Linked DNA regions of Callithrix jacchus: region 2 is linked to region 1. The links are chromatin contacts, called in public Hi-C maps. All regions are on one chromosome and are shown on one strand. The core of a region is the stretch at or near the end of the contact, and the rest is flanking DNA. Distances in the headings are between cores, read along the strand shown.

Region 1 (3,172 bases), core at 529-3,028:
AAAGAACCTACGAAGACAAGGTGAGTTTAGGTTTTGCTGCTCTGCTTCTAGAGACTATAATATCCAGAGATGATATTATATTATTAATAGTTTATTTGAAAATAAGGAATCAAAGTAATTTCAAATTAAAAGCAGTTTATAAGGTGGAGTCAGAGGATGCTATGTTATATTTTAAACCATAAACAATTTTTATTTAAATTACATACTCCTGATTCATTCTTAACATTTTTTGCATAGTTTCTAAAAAATAAATTAAAAAATATGACCATCTTAATTATTTTTCCTTAGCTTACCTTTAGCAAATACTTCCATACCAGCCAATCTTCCCTCTACTACTCAATATTTTTGGGGCCTACTTCCTCTCTTACTTCAACTCCTAACTCTTAATCATTGTAAAGCTAGTAAACCAAATTAACTTTAATTAAATTAATTAATTACATAAAAATTAATTAGGAAGATAAGTCTTCATCTCTCATCATCATATAATTCCTTTTAAAACCAAATCAATTAATATTTGATATTCTGTTGTTTTGTTTCTTTCACTTTTCATAGCTAAAGAGAAGCTATTCAGTATCATTGTCATCTGTTTATCCAGAGCTTAGGTTTTTGTTCATTTCAACCATTTGTAAAACAGGAAGACCCTAAAAAACAAGGAGCTGCCATTAAGAGGAGTGGTGTTCTTCATTCCCTGTGAGAAGGGTGATCACCCAAGGCTGCTTGCCTGAGAGTCTCAGTTTACATCTACTAGCCCAGTGTCCTATTTTATGAATGCTACCACTCATCTCTGTAATGTCCCATTTGGAAGATAAAGTCTACATTTAGTCATCCTACCTATAAGAGACCCTTAGCCATGCAGAAACAATTGAGATATAGTTCTGTCACTTGTAGTCAGTTTATCACACCTTAGCTATTTGGAGCAGTAGGTTGGAAATAAGGAAGCTGCCAGATTTCCTTTATAAAATGAAACCAATTCTATAGGGTAACAGTACATGGGGGAAAGCTCCAAATGGGAAGAAGTACATATCGCAGCACAAATTCTTGCAGATATTTGCCCTTCTTTGGGCAACCCCTCATTTTATTTATATCTATCACTCCAGCTGGCCACAGGAGGGGGCTGTTTTCCTTGGTTCAAGCATGGAAATAAGCCCTAGTCTTTAATCACAGCAAAGATAAGGATGAAATTTAGACATGACTTGGCTAAAGTCTAAGCCATAGAGAGTAACATGAAACCGTATAATCTCAGCTATAGATGTGGGTCCTTTAAAGCAGTGTCTTCCAAATATTTTCCATTATGACTCACAGTAAGAAATATAGTTCATCTTATGATCCAATACACACATGTAACTGAAGCAAGATTCAGAAAACAATATTTACCCCTATTACATGTGATGCTGGCTGTTTTCTCTTCTCTTCAGATGCTGATTTGAAGCTTACTAAATTGATTTCATGATTCATTGGTGAGTTGCAGTTTGAATAACACTGCCTCCTTTTGTAAACCTCCTTGCACAGCCCTTAACCTAAATCCTTGTGGCAATGTTATTTCAAGCACTGCCACCTCTGAGCAACCTTAAGGGACTTTAGACTGCTTAAAGGGTGCACTCAACAAACAAAATGTTAGAGAGGAACATACGCGTTTCTCTGCCTTTCTGAAGCCTGCTTTTTATGTTCTAGCTTCTTTTCTCAGTACAAGCTTTCCCCCTGATGATTGATAGCAGAAATGTCCACCCCAGTCTGGGCAGACGAAGCCTATACAAAAGGTCATAACCACACCCTGCAGACAACAGCAGGAGGGGCTAATTTCAGTGCACCAGGGGGTGGGAGGATGCTTTTTCACTTGGGTCTAGTGGAGGTAGGCACTCCGGCAGAAGTGAGAGCTGACAAGCTGACAGTGAGAGAGGAGATAGGAGAGCTGTTATGTTACAGTCCAATATAATAATGCATATTCATGAATAATCACATCATTTTGGAAAGATTAAGTACTCATTGTCTATTGACAAACTTTTTGAAAAGCTACAGAGTACTAAATAAAGCTCAATTCACCTGTGGTTTCTTACATAATTGGTAAATACTATAGCTTTCCATTATACAGTTGTTTGGAAAAATTATCCTTTCAGAAGCCTCACCCATTATTTGCTAATTTGCATTTGGTCCAATATATAGTATCACGCTGGTTTCAACATATTGGGAAATTTTTTCACAAACACTGAAATATCCATCTAAAGCATATAAAAAATTTCTAAGTTTCTATACACATTTAAATGTTAGGCATTGTAGAAGCATAAGATCCAGATGAATGACCGAAAGCTTTTTACATGATGTTTTGGGGTCATATAGATACAAACATGATATTAGAATCATTTTCTTATTTTGTGCTAATGTAGATAGTGGCTCAGCAAGAATTTTGACAGTCTTAAATAATAAACAGCTAATGGAAATAAGGAGGGCACATCAGTTTCATTAGTTTTAATAAATCACTGAGATTTATAATACACCATAGTGACCCTCAATAGAGTTGGCACCTAGTTGATGGTTAACTAGACTGTCTTCAACAGTAACTCCCTTTGGTTTGGTCAGGGAGTACTGAGAGATGACTGCCATGTAAATATAGCTAAGTACACTCTGGCCTGGGGTAACATTTAATACATGGTGTAGCTGAGCAAGATCAAACAAGCTAACAACAAGGATTTCACCTGGGATTATAAAAAGTTGTATTTTTATAAAATGTTTTCGTTATAATAAATTGAATATAAAATCTAAAACACAAATTGTTCTTAATTTTTTATTTTCATATGCCTTGATACAGCTAAAGCCTATAACAACCTTAAAATCTATTTTTCTCTGTTGTTTCAGTGCAAATTTCAGTATATACTATTCAAATAACAACAAGGAAAAATATCAAAGGAAATAATACATAAAAGCTGTGATTAAAAGTGAGATTCATGGCCGGGGGCAGTGGCTTACACCTGTAATCTCAGCATTTTTGAAGGCTGAGACAGGAGGATCACTTGAGCCCAGGAGTTTGAAACAAGGCTGGGCAATATAGTGGGACTCTGGTCTCTACAAAAATAAAAACAAAAGTAAAAAATGAGTTGGGCATGGAAGCGCATGCACCTCTAGTCCTAGCTACTCAACATGATAAGACAGGAGGATAGCTTGAGGCTGGGAGATTGAG
Region 2 (3,036 bases), core at 337-2,836, 250 kb after region 1:
ATGGAACAACAATATCTGCTGTTAGCAACAAGGCCTATGTTTTTGAACGAGACCAATCTGTTGGAGACCCTAAAGTTGACTTAATTAGAACGTTAAATATTCCTGTATTGGTAAGTCGGCATTTTAATATCATTAGTTTGGATCTTGGAAGAAAGGAAAAAGCTAAGTTAATGCTCTTTATGATTTTACATTTAGGAGCCCTTAAGTTATGTTGAAATATACACATATAAAAAGAAAAATAAATTCTTTTCTTCTTTAAACATGTGGCTAAAGATGCCGACATGTTTACAAGAGCTTTTCTCCTTTTGTGGTGTCTGATGGTCTCTGTAAATACTACACTTACAAAATGTAGTACCAAGGCTTTGTCTTGGATATGCAGCCAGAAAGGAGCTCAGTGGCTGTGTTTTCAGCTATTTAATCTTAGCCTTTATTCTAAGATCTATCAAATAAGATCTTTCAAATGATGCCAGAATTCAGATTTTAGGATTTGTTTTCACAGTTTCTTCCTGTGTGTTCAGGATTAGCAGATGTGCAAATAAACATGTTGAAAGCCTGTCAGCAGAAGCTGTGACACGGTGACCACTGTGCATGGCCCAGTAAACATTCTAATTCACCTACCCCCTAGGATTTTTTGGTAGCTAATAATTTTAAAAATATTTATTTGAATATTTTCAGAAACTTGAGCAATGAAACTTGTATACCATTTCTTACTTCATATTTTTATGTTGGATTTGATATTCTAAAAATACATAAATAGACACCAGAAATCAATAGACTGGGCTGTTGATTACAGCCTACTGTGATTCCAATGGGCTCTGTTTATAATGGTAATTCCACATAATAATACATCTATTCTACATCTATTCTGTACTGATACCTATGAGACTTTTTTTTAAATTTAATTTTTTTATTATTAGTTTGAGACGGAGCCTTGCTCTGTCGCCCAGGCTGGAGTGCAGTGGCTAGATCACAGCTTACTGCAGCTTCTACCTCCTGGGCTCGAGTGATCCTCCCGTGTCATCCAGTCACTCCAGGCATGAACCACTGTGCATGGCCCAGTAAACATTCTAATTCACCTACACCAACCCCTTCCAACTCTCCCACCCTAACTCCCAGGTGACCGCTCCGTATGTAGCTGGACACTGATGATGGACCCAGGACCTAGAGAGTATTAGGTCCCTGCTGCCTAGTCCCAGGGGTGTAGGTAGGGTTTATAATGAGCCTCTGGCCCTGCTCAGGAGGAAGGTAGCACCACCTTGTGGCTAAAGATGCCGATATGTTTACAAGAGCTTTTCCCCTTTTGTGGTGTCTGACGGTCTCTGTAAATACTACACTTACAAAATGTAGTACCAAGGCTTTGTCATGGATATGCAGCCAGAAAGGAGCTCACTGGCTGAGTTTTCAGCTATTTAATCTCAACCTTTACACATACATTTCCAACCCCCTTTGCTGAGGGGTAGTATGAGAGAGTAGGTGGGGTGCTTTGGAGGGCATGTTCCTGTCTTATTTCTGCTCCACAGACCGTCATAGAGTGGTCCCAGGTCCACTTCCTCAGGGAGATCATCGAGGCCATGTTGAAAGCCTATCAGCAGAAGCTGTTTGTGACTCACACAGTTGATGAATTGCTCTGGGGCTACAAAGATGAGATCTTGTCCCTTATCCATGTTTTCAGGCCTGACATCTCTCCCTATTTTGGCCTATTCTATGAGGTAAGTCAATTTTTCTTTTCAGAACCTCTTTTTTCAGCTGACTGTGGGTTGGGGTACCCCAAGCCAGATTAACTTTAAGATTTTTTAGAAATTGCCTAGAGTTGGCCAGGCGCGGTGGCTCACGCCTTTAGTCCCAGCACTTTGGGAGGCTGAGGAGGGTGGATCACGAGGTCAAGAGATGGAGACCATCCTGGTCAACACGGTGAAACCCCGTCTCTACTAAAAATACAAAAAATTGTCTGGGCATGGTGGCGCACGCCTGTAATCCCAGCTACTTTGGATGCTGGGGCAGGAGAATTGCCTGAACCCAGGAGGCGGAGGTTGCGGTGAGCCGAGATCGCGCCATTGCACTCCAGCCTGGGTAACAAGAGCGAAACTCCGTCTCAAAAAAAAAAAAATAGAAAGAAAGAAAGAAAGAAATTGCCTAGAGTTAAGGTATCTTGTAGAGTTTGTTAAAAAAAAAAAAAAAAAAAAAAGAAGAGTGTTTTTGGAAATAAAAAAAACTTGAGGCCGGGTGCAGTGGCTCACACCTATAATCCCAGCACTTGGGGAGGCTGGGGTGGGTGGATCACTTGAGGTCAGGACTTTGAGAACAGCCTGGCCAACATGGCAAAACCTTGTCTCTACTAAAAATACAAAAGTTAGCCAGGTGTGGTGGTACACACCTGTAATCTCAGCTACTCAGGAGACTGAGGCAGAAGAGTTGCTTGAAACTGGGAGGCAGAGGTTGCAGAGATCACACCACTGCACTGCAGAGCTAGACTCCATGTAAAAAACAAACAAACAACACCAACAAAAAAAACCAAAAAACCCTTGAGTGCAATGAATAGTTGGGAAATTGGTAAAAGACAAAATAACCCCAGGAAGAGTATTAGATTAGGGGTGTACTCTGGGGTTGTGATGAGTCTCCTCAGCTTTACATTTGTAGCTGTTTTCTGGCTCTGTTTGTTCAAGAGTCTTACCCTCTGTTTTTTTATGGCAAACAGCAATAATTGTGTCCCTGGGCCTTCATGGTTATACAAAACTTAGAAATTGTCAAAACAAAACTGTAAGCAAGTTTTTAAAAATTATCTGTGTGAGAGACAGTAGTCCTAAAAGTAGGGTCTCACCAACTCTGAATGCATCACTCTGGAGAAGTGGTCCAGATAGGAGTTCCATAGAGGGTCCCTGTCTCAGGGGAACACAGCTTCACAAGACCAGAGGAAGCACAGATTTCCTGTCAAGCCCTAACTAAACCTTCCCTCTAGAAATGATTTCAGGAGAGCCTCCTACTGAGAGATATTATGCAAAGGTTCCCTCGAGGCCCTTTTGGTCCCAGGGGCTTCAG

What was found. Hi-C and Micro-C count contacts between places; a contact is called where the count stands out from the background.
Region 2: a Hi-C map of skeletal muscle shows a contact between it and region 1, with 7 times the contacts expected there. The contact joins two enhancer-like sites. A contact is called at or near these places in 2 of 3 Hi-C or Micro-C datasets (both in skeletal muscle).

What each region holds. Positions count from the first base shown.
Region 1 is chr3:121,683,928-121,687,099 of calJac240_pri, forward strand. CCDC158 (coiled-coil domain containing 158) reads left to right here. Exons shown (of 23, transcript XM_078367046.1): 7 at 1-20. Among named protein-coding and RNA genes, the nearest start is that of SHROOM3, 47 kb to the left of the region's middle. Within about 2 kb of position 1,779, at least 2 of the 16 cell types and tissues checked have an H3K27ac peak or open chromatin away from gene starts, as enhancers often do. A contact at or near this core is called in skeletal muscle, where this site is marked.
Region 2 is chr3:121,929,680-121,932,715 of calJac240_pri, forward strand. SCARB2 (scavenger receptor class B member 2) reads left to right here. Exons shown (of 12, transcript XM_002745692.6): 3 at 1-110; 4 at 1,521-1,709. Among named protein-coding and RNA genes, the nearest start is that of NUP54, 34 kb to the right of the region's middle. Within about 2 kb of position 1,587, at least 2 of the 16 cell types and tissues checked have an H3K27ac peak or open chromatin away from gene starts, as enhancers often do. A contact at or near this core is called in skeletal muscle, where this site is marked.